2 separate regions of the Rattus norvegicus genome follow, and region 1 is linked to region 2. The links are chromatin contacts, called in public Hi-C maps. All regions are on one chromosome and are shown on one strand. Each heading gives the region's core, a stretch centred on a gene start, on an enhancer-like site or on the middle of the called end of the contact. The rest is flanking DNA. Distances are from core to core; before and after follow the strand shown. Region 1 holds the start of Sobp (sine oculis binding protein homolog). Region 2 has its middle 120 kb from the start of Scml4.

The links. Hi-C and Micro-C count contacts between places; a contact is called where the count stands out from the background.
Region 1: a contact with region 2 is called in a Hi-C map of psoas muscle, with 4 times the contacts expected there. The contact joins the promoter of Sobp here to the enhancer-like site in region 2. A contact is called at or near these places in 1 of 12 Hi-C or Micro-C datasets (psoas muscle) and 1 of 1 datasets of contacts at active chromatin or transcription factors (oligodendrocytes).

The regions. Positions count from the first base shown.
Region 1 is chr20:48,241,604-48,246,732 of GRCr8, reverse strand. It overlaps Sobp (sine oculis binding protein homolog), which reads left to right and starts at 3,212. Exons shown (of 7, transcript NM_001412110.1): 1 at 3,212-3,787. The coding sequence starts at 3,692. 9030612E09Rikl (RIKEN cDNA 9030612E09 gene like) reads right to left here and starts at 3,045. Exons shown (of 1, transcript NM_001109496.1): 1 at 1,095-3,045. The coding sequence starts at 3,035. The coding sequence ends at 2,592.
Region 2 is chr20:48,050,012-48,055,217 of GRCr8, reverse strand. No RefSeq gene overlaps it. Among named protein-coding and RNA genes, the nearest start is that of Scml4, 120 kb to the right of the region's middle. Within about 2 kb of position 3,922, at least 7 of the 93 cell types and tissues checked have an H3K27ac peak or open chromatin away from gene starts, as enhancers often do.

The DNA.
Region 1 (5,129 bases), core at 1,963-4,462, 190 kb before region 2:
TAAGTCCACGTCCCAGTACTTCTTAGCAACTTGCATAAGAGTCGGTGTGATTTGAAGATAACAAAAGCAGCTTCACAGGATGTTATGAATATTAAGTGAGATAATTCCTATCGCATGTTCAACATCCTAATCATATTTTAATTCTTACCTTTAGCTAGAGCGCAGAATTTGTACAAGACGAACACTCATTTCGAATGCTACCCAGAAAAACACTTTAAGATGCTTTGAGGGTACACTAATCCATTCTAGGTGAGAGCAAACTCATCTGTAGAAGACCACTCTGGGGTCTTCTCATCTGTCCTCTGATGTGTTTACTAGGTGAAGCAGGCCCAGATTAAGACCAAGAGGAACTCTAAAGTAGGAAGAACACCAAAAGGTAACTGAGGAATACACACAAGATTGGCCCTCTGCCTATCTTGGTGATTGACAGGGCTAATGAGGGGGGAAACTGAGGTCTAATTGTATACCAGGAGGCTTGGATGCTGTGTGTGGGCTGGAGGAAGGAGGGAGTCTTCAGAAACATATTTATGTTATTGCTTCTACCCACAGTTACACGTTTACAAAGAAGTTACTCAGGGAACATGATTCGACTCACGATTCTAAGTGTATAAAGCGCCAACTCTTGGTGTAACTAACTGCCTTCTACGGTACGTTTGGGAAAACAGAGATTCACGAACATGTAGCGATTACAGTTCCAAAGTTCAGGTCAGGGTAACGGTTTTTCCCAGATATACTGACAAGGAGTTTCCATTGTAAGTAAAGATCTGCTTCATGGGTTCTGGTCCAATCGTCTTACCTCAGTTTTCTAGAGGGCAGGGAGGAACAGGTGGCTGATGGATGTCATTAAACCCCTGGGCTGTTTCTTTAAAGTTACTCCCTTTGAAAGAAGTGCAGCTGCTTCTAAATATAAATCGGGGCTAGAGTTTACCTTTTCTGTTTACTTGTTTCTTAACTGGTGAAACTGTATCTAAGACAGGGGGTATACAACTTGTTACTTGATATCAGCCGAACAACAGTGAGTCAATTGTGACAGCTCTGGCAACCAAAGGAAACAGAGAAGACGTAAATATGTTTCCAAGAGACAAAGGCTTCTTATTGCATAGTTTATTTTACAACATGTGTCTGTAGTTTTACCAAGTTAAGGGGGAAAAACGTTTTCCCACCACCTCTCGAGCTAAACATGAAGAGGACAGAATGGAAAGAGCCAACCAGTTGTGGTCTCTGTATTGTTTGGGTGAAATTGTGATTTTTAAGAACACCAAGGACTTCCTCCTTTCCTCTACCAACAACAGTATAACAGAGATGCCCTCTGTCTAAAGTGCAGCCCACCATACACTGCACTCCTTAGTGATCTGGAAGGAGTCTGGGCTTCTCTTAGCCTTAACTACCCAGTCGCTGGAGGTTTTCCAAGGTCTACTGCAAAATTGGAGACCCGGCCAGAGGACTTGGGGCTTTCAAGTTGGGTGCACGTTCCCTCGATTTCCATCTATTCCCTTCCTTAATTCCTTGCAACCTTGTAATGAATACAGGTTTTATTACCCCGAACCCCTGGCCTTTTACTATGACCCCCCTAAAAGGCAAAGGCTGTCTCTTAGTAGTTCCCACAGGCCTCCTGGATGGCTTGGGATAGACAGGTAATGGGAGCAGCCGGGTACCGCTTCCCCTCGCACCCTCAGCACGGGAAAGACAAGGTGCAAGGAATTGTTTTCCAGGGGACACTCCCAAATATTTGGCACTTGGTGTGTACGAAACACATTGTGCTAAAATGCAAAGCAGGCCTCTTGGAGTTGTTCAGCCCTGCAGAGTACGCTCCCAGATATCTTTAATTCGATGCTTAAGAGACAAAACAATGCTAAAATGCAAATTAGGCAAGGCAATACTCAGAATGAATCCCACTTGATAGGCTGAACTGAGATTTTAATGAAAAGCTTACTCATACCCCCACACCGAATTCATTCTATCTTTTAAGTACTTAAAAATGTGTAATTTTAAATTCCACCACTGTCATAATGAACACTCCGTAATAACAAGCCGGGGAACAATGGACAACCCCATATCACATTGTGTCAGGTAATTACAAAGTGGAGCGGCGTGGCAAAACTGAGCTGGGAACATCTAGGTGCCGTCCCTTTGCAGCGTGTGTAGGAGCTTTTCGGAGCTGTGTGTTGTCTCTGGAGCCTCGTCAAACGGTTCACGCCAAAACCTCAACCCAAAAGAGGGACAGGCGAAGCCGACCTTGGTCCAGGGCGTGGACAGAGGCGGCCCAAGAGGAAACACGTGAGCGCATGGAGGATGAGCCCGCAGATGCGAGTCTGGTAGAAGAGTGTAAAACCCGGCGGAGAGGAGAGGGTCCTGCCGTGCGTGGCGAGGACGTGGGGCTTCTGGAGGGAGGGATCCTGGGAGGGAATCCTGCGCGCACAGCAGAACCCACTAAGCCCAACCCTTCCCATTAAGCTCAGGGCATGGTGAGGGTGCAAGCCGGGTCACCCGGTAAAGATGCTACTTTGTAACAGAACATAAGCCTGCGTTTGGGGCAGAGGGGGGAGGGAGAGAGCAAGAAAGAAAATCAGGGAGCCGAAGGCTGAGTTGTCCTACTTCGAAGTCCTTCTCAGGAAGGCGAAAAGCTTCCTGGCAAACAGTCTGACGGCGCGCTGTGCTGGGGACCTGGCTAAGGGACATTCGGCCTCCACATAGTAGTCTGCAGTGGCCCCCGGAGCAGGACACTGGAGCCTGAGCGGTGGGTCCGGTCTAGGTTTCCCTCCGCTCCCCGGCGCTGCAACCCTGGGGCCGAGTGCTCGCCCTGCCTTCAGGTCCCTGCGCCCTTTCACCGCTCCACCTCCACCCTTCACCCCGATACGTTTTGCCTCAGCGGCCTCTAGGTCACCCTCAGAAGCCAGCTCCGAGCCCACCGAAGCCCACGGCACGGAGCTCTGGAGCAGGCAGGGTCGTTGCGAGGAGGTGGCGGCTGCGAGAAGGGCCGGTGCCCGCCGCCCAGGAACAGGCGGCCGCCAGCAGCCCCCGGAGCCGCGCAGCATCCGCGTCTACGACGACCGGGAAGCCACGCCCGCTCGCGAGCAGGGGGCTGGCCTTGTCCCCCCCCCAGCCTCCCCTCCCTCGGACCCCTCCCCGCTCAGTCCCTCCCTCCGCCCGCGGCTCGGCTCGCGGGAGGCGCAGGGCGCCGGGGCTGGCGCGCTCTCCCGGGCGCACACACAGATCCACGCACGCACGCCCAGAGCAGCTGTCTCCGCCGTGGCCGGCGCTCCTCTCGCCCATGCGGACAGACAGAGCGCAGGAAGATGGCTGACGACTCCTTCGGGCCCCGAGGATGCAGCCCGGCGGCGGCGGGAGCGGGAGCGGCGGCGGTGGCACCGGCAGCGGCGGCAGCAGGAGCGGCGGCGGCGACGGCAGGAGCGGCGGCGGCGGCATCCCCGAGACTCCCCGGGCTACCCTTCCCCGTGACGGCCACTGACGGTCTCCGCCGCTAGAAGAGACCCCGCTCCTCCCTCGCCCGTCTCCCTCCCCCCCCAAACCCCCTCCCAGCCCCGGACCCGCCAGCCCCGCTACCTCCGCCAGCGTTGCCACCATCAGCACCACCTCCACCTCCGCCACCGCCACCGCCACCACCACCACCACCACTACCGCCGGCGGCGGCAGCAGCCATTTCATCTCCACAGAAACCAGACACAAAAACATGGCAGAAATGGAGAAAGAAGGGAGACCTCCGGAAAATAAAAGGAGCCGGAAACCAGCTCACCCTGTGAAGAGGGAAATCAACGAGGAGATGAAGGTATTTTCGGACTCGGGGGCCGGGGAGACCGAGCTCTTTATTCCGTCCGCTCCCTTCGGGCTGTTGTGTAGGCTGCGGGGGGGACAGGGGCGCGCTTGTCAGTTTCTGCCGGGTCCCTGGGACGCCTCAGCTCCCCCTCCAGGTGCAAAGCCGAAGCCAACTCACGGGCTGCATCTCCGAAATCTGCCAACCTCAGATTTGATGGGGGCGGGGGGCACACTATTTAACCTCACAAACCCTAGATCCGCACAGATGTTGCCGGGCGAGGGCATTGAACCCCAGTGGCGAGTGAGCTTGGTACAGAGGCTTTCCCGAGGGTCGGTGTAGCCTTTCTCCCTTTTTCGGAAATGAATCTCCGGACCCCTCCAAAGTTAAGAGGCGCTGGGCCGGGGCACCCGGGATACCTGGATTCCATCCCTCTTCCCGGTCCATCCCCAGGCTCGGTGATCCCGTTTTGCTCCAACTCGCCAGCTGCGGCCGTGTAGCTGTCAGTGCCCGAGGCTTGGGCCGGAGCGGCGCGGGTCGAGGACGCTGCAGCCAGCGGGCTCGCCTCGCTGTCCCCGGCCGCTCCTCTCCGCCGCTGCCCCGGCTCTCCCGCTCGCCTCTGCACGCCTCACTTTCCAGTTAGCAGACCCGGCAAGCCCGGCTGAAAGCCAGCTGTCTGAGGGGCGGCCTCCGCAGCCGCCTGCCCATTGTTCGCGAAGGCCAGCCCGGAGTCCTCTCTGCGAGGCCGGGCGCCCTGCCAGGCCAGCGGTGCTCCAGAGGTGGCTAGCGCAGCCTCCTGGCGCTCCAGCTGTTCGCGTTGAAGCCCAAGAACACGGCTCAGCCTGGGCTCTTCTCCTCACCCCCACTTCTTTATTTTCCTCAAAGTTGTGTGTTTTGCCTGGGCGAGGATTTTATCTTGCGTGTGCATTTCACGAGTTTCTCGATTTGAAAAAGAAATCTCTTTTCGTATATAGATGTGTTTCTATGACATTAAATATATATAAGGCTTGTTTTTTCACGTTTCTTGGTGTTCCCCACTTCTGCATGGAATCTTCAATAGGGTCAGGTGACTTGGTCAGCTTTGGTTAAGTTTGTATTTGAAAGGCAAACTGGTTAAAATGGTATGGGACTAATTCACTGTTAATTGCGGTTTTTGGCATCTTCTTGGTTATAGCGAGCACATTTGGTGAGAGGGTGCTGAGATGAAGCCCACATTTAGAAGGGGCAGACAGACACACATCTTATGTGTTTGTGAAACTAGGTGTATGTTGGTAGCTTTACCCCTCTCGCGGGAGTTTCACTTGTATTTCACGTTTTGGAAGTAGGGCTTTTATTTTGGGAGGTGGTGGTGAAGAAT
Region 2 (5,206 bases), core at 2,673-5,172:
CTCCATGGTAACTCCTTAAGAGTGGCAGCTCTTGCCGATGGCCTCATACCCTTGGGGTCACCATTCCATCTTCAGCTCTCTGTCACCGTTGTAACCTACTCGCTGCACGGGTGCTCTTAGATGTGACTGTCTCGGGGCTTCCTATTTCCTGGTTGGTTCAGAAAAGAACACGTGAATGTGTGTTTCTCACACTTAGGAGGAAACAGACTTCGAAGATCTCACTCTATTACATAGGAAGGGGAGGGACTGCTGACCGTAGGCATCGGATTCCAAGTTTAACCATACTGATTTCGGGGTCTTTCTGGGCCAGTTATCAATCTGCAACCATTTCTAGTGGGGCTTTTCAATTTGGAACTCTACAAAAAAAATTGAATTAAAAGACTTCATGCATATGGCTTTAAAAGAATCACATCTCAAAATAAAAATACAGACTCTAATGGGAAAGAAATGCCCACTGGACTATTCCAGGGCACCTTCTGTCCCTGTGCTCCTTGCTGGTGGCACTGCTCATGGTTTGGGCTGGTGTGTCTGAACCCTCCAAGGCTGTTGTTGTCCTGAGACCAGAGATTGTGCACAGCAGACAAATGCTCTAGCTCTGGTTTGTGTCCCTGCCTTCTCTTAATTTGAGCTACTTTATTTTTGTGGTACAGTTTTGCTACATGGTCCAGGCTAGCCTCAGGCAAGCTTTGAACCTACCACCTTCCCACCTCGGCTTCCCAGATGGCTTCCATAAGCAGCCTGTGCTGCCAGGCATGGCTTGGTCTCTCCCCGTCTCTGCTGTCCTCTGAGTCCACTGGTCCTGTTCCACAGCCCATCAGGATCCCTGCACTGTCCCAGGCCACTCTCTGCCCATGGCTCTTCGGGTTCTGCAGTGCTGTGAGGGTAGGGAAGCTATTAGCTTCTTTGTCAGGAAGACTAACTTCCGTATTGAGGTCAAAATTGAAAATGGATTTCCCCATTGAGCAGAGTCGAGCCCTGTGTTTCCTGTGCAGTGTAATTAATCGGCTGTCCAAGCCCAGAGCCCTCCCTGATTAACCATTTCCTACCCAACACTGAGGAGACTCTGCTCTGAAGTGATGTCTATTATGGGTCAGTCAGCTCCCGCTGCAGCCTCCGCTTAGGTCATGAAGCCAGTGGGGAGAGCTGTGTCCTGCCGCCTGGGAGAATTCAGAGCTTGAGCCTCTTCATGGTGTAGGACAGCCCGGATGCAGAGGAGGGACCATGAGCTGGGGACACCAGGGCAATAGTAGTAAGGAGCATAGCTATGACGTCTTACTCAGTGCCATGGCAACAGGCAGGATGATGTTATGTCATCTCAAAGTGACAGAGCTAGGAAGACATTCTAGGGAGGCTTCTCCCTCCCCCGCTGGCTGCCTACATGCCGAGTAGCCTCCATAGTCACCAACGTTTCAGACCCACCTTTGGTCTCATAGATGACATTGCAAACCCCTATGTTGGCACAACATCCCCAGACAGGTGTGTTCTCGTTGTGGCATCCTCTTGCGGTGCATCCTTACTTATGTGCATACATGATGATATCTGAGGGTCAGAAAGGCCTTGCTGGATTGTTCCCACCATCCAGCACCCTCCAAGTTGACACTAGGTAGCAACCGTTAGCAGCAGCAACAGATACAATGTGGCTGACAGAGTCCAGAGGAGAATGCGGGTGGACATGTGCCCTCTATACTTTACTCCTTTCGCCCACCCCTCTCGGCAATGTAAACAACTACAGTAGTTGCTGCTTTGCTGGGTATGAGCTGTATTCAGTGAATGTAGGGGTGCAGGAGGTCGGGTGGTGCCTGGCAAACAGTGCCTGGTGAAAAGTGTGGTTCTGACGTAATGTCAGATAACATAATGTTAAATGTTAATAGATAAAAGGAAACGTTCAACTGGCCCTCTGTATGGTCAAATACATAGACATGTTTACATAAACGTATTATATAAAGGCTGCCATTTTACCGGATGTATATCACTCGTGTTTAGAAATACTATTAAAATACCGACACTCTTTGTTATACATTCCACAGAGCCCATTCAACTCTCCCTGAAGCAGCTTGCTGGTTTTTGCTGAGCTCTTGGAACCGTGCCTGGCTGAAAACGGTGATTGAGTATGGCTGGGACGTAAATGTTGAGTAATGTCTCCTTAAATGTTAATGTATCAGTTAAAAGGAAACCTTGAAGACACAGGTTGGAACTTGACACATTCATCAGTGACACGAGTGACTTCTCAATCAGGCCATGGTTTTCAAATGCTGGCAGCATAGTTCCTGAAACATCTGGGCTACTCACAATACAGCACCATGGGTGAGACGCACCTTTCGTGTTATGTATACAGGCAGTTTTGCTTGCTCTGTGTCTGTGTACCACATACACGCAGTGCCCAGAGCAGCCAGAAGAGGGCACCAGATACCCTGGACTGGGGTTGAGAGGCTCCACAGGGCTCTGAGAATTCAAACCGGGATCTTCCTGAAGAGCGACAGATGCTCTGAATAGCTGTACCGTCTTGTCCAGATACAGTACACTTTTAAGTTTTACTCCTATTAAAATTCCCTTTAATAATTCACTTTAGTCATGATGAGTATCCGCCATGTTGGATTTCAGGCTATCTGAGGTCACTGGGCTTTGTTACTAGTTCTTGTGCAGTGGTATGCCATTGTGTAATATTCAGATATAATAAAAGACCATGGATGCTAATACAATGTAGGGAAAGAACTGAAACATAATATGTGTGTAGTGTTTATCACTTTCCTTTTATTTTTCCTTTCATTTGGGGGTGTTTGTGTGCATGTGTGTGCATGTGTGCTCGCACACAAGCCAGAGTGTACGTGTAAAAGCCAGAGGTCAACGTGGATGAGCCAGTTTGCTCCTTTGACCTTTGTTTGGATTGAGCTTCGGTCACCAGGTTCGAATGACAAAGTACCTTGACCTGCTGAGCCAATCTTGCTGGCCCTTACTTTCCTTTTTTATTATAATTATTTAAATCCTATTGCTGCTGTTGTTTTGAGACTGTAGTTGTTTTTGCAATTTTTTTTTATTTTATGTATGCTAGTTCAACGTCCCCCACACCAGAAGAGGACGTCGGATCCCATTACAGATGGTTGTGAGCCACCATGTGGTTGCTAGGAATTGAACCTCTGGAAGAGCAGCCCATACTCTTAACCACTGAGCCATCTCTCCAGCCCCATACTGTGGCTGTTTTGAGTCTTCCTGTATAGACCAGGCTGACCTTAAGCTTAGAGACCACTGAGCGAGCCTCTCTAGTGCTGGGAACACAGACATCCACCACCCTACCTGGCTTTTTGTATCTACTCAATTGTTGTCGTTTTTGTTTCTGAGAAAGGGTTTCTCTAATATCTAGCTCTGGCTATCCTGGAATTCGATATGTAGGCCAGGCTGGCCTCGAACTCACAGAACACCACCCTGCCCAGCTATTTATTAAATTTACTTATTTGAGACAGGATCTCTCTGCATAGACCTAGCTGTCCTGGAACTCGCTATGCTGCCAGTCGGGGCTGCACACAAAACGGGACTTAGTAAACTCTTAACTAACAAAAGGAGAAGCAAAGAAACAGTTTCAAGAAAACAGAAAGGAAAAAGAGACAGAAATAAGAAGGAAAGATAATGTTTCTTTTTTAAAGTCTTTTATTAAGGAAGTAATTTTCTGACACAAAACTCCGGGTCAGCTTTTGTCAGTGCTCCCTGCCCTGTGGCTTCCAGATCCCTCCCCGTGGGCCTGCTGTGGTGCGTGCCCAGGAACCCCTTGGGCGTTCCCTGTCTGAGGACCTGACCTCTTGCTTCTTTGGAAGGACAGGATGAGATTACCAGAGCTTTGGATCCATTTTTGGATCAAATGAAAACCGCAGGCTAGTCCTCAGAGTAGCCTTCTCCTCTTACACAGCTGGCTGGGCTGTAGGGGCGGGGCTCCGCCTTCCCTGGGACCAAGGCATGGTCACGAGGTGGGCAAGGCTCCTCCATCCTCACTACCCTCTCCACACTTCCGTTTATTTTGTGTCCATTGTAAGCAGTGCTTCAGGCTCCCTCAGGGCAAAGATCTCCGACCGGAGAACCACACAACAGGTTCCAGTTAGACCCTCTGCCACTTTGTTTTGCGACTGTTCTGGCGGGTGGAAGTACACATCACCGTGCCTCAGACCACCAACGATAATCTGCACCCTTTAATAAAACCATGTGCTCACGATTCAAGTATGTTTGCAGACCACACTGTAAGAAATCTAGAATGTTCGTTTGCTGGGTGGGAAGGTGCTTCTGGACTCCTGGCTCTAACGGGAGCGATCATGATGCTTTCCCATAGATCACCCTGAACTCTTACAAGCCTAATTAATTAAACTAATTACAGCCATGTTGGTGATCCCCACTAGGAATATTAAAGGTACCTTGAGCTGAAATTCTTGCGCGCCACATTTTAAAACGGCAAGGCACCGCCTGAACTGAGCAGAACCCTCTGTATTCAGACATCAGTCACCCCTTTCCTTGCTGCCATCAAACGAGTCCCTGGGTGACTTCTGCCTTTAAAGTGTCATTTACCTTAATGGTATTCACAGAAGGCCTCTTGCCACATAACCTATGTCCTGAAGGGTGTGCTGACTTCTTTCCCAAGCCCATTCGCATCCTATGACTGCAGAAGCAGTGTCCCCAAGTAGACCGACCTTTAAGTGTCTAGCTCAGACGACATGTATGGGTAAATCTTTATTTCAGATGACCATCCTTTGGAGAAGGCTATATATGTGTGAGCCTCTCCTTTGGACAGCAGGTGCCACCTAGAGGGCGTGTGACTGCTGCCCTGGCTTGGCAGGAGCTGGGTAGCTCCAACCCAGAGGAAATTCAGCAAAGCCCACAGGAATTTGGGGTGGGGTCAGCAGCTGTCACCAATCCTAGCCCTGTGGATTCAGCTGCAGGTTTTGTAAGGGGATCCTGGAAGAGGTTGGGGGTGTGGGGTGTGTCTGGCGATTCCTAAGAGTTTGGCCCTCGACTTGATACGAACTAGGAAATGCACAGGACTCTATTTCTCCACCACAAGATGTCAGCAGTGGGCTGGCCAGGAGGTAGCTCAATGCCTGCGGGGGGGGGGGGGTGCGGGGGGGTGCGGTGGCGGGGGAGGGTCACTGTCTGACCTTCAAATTCCTGGCTTGGGGAGACTTCTCTTCTTATTAGTGGGGACGTGGTGATTTAATTAAGTTGCAGAAAG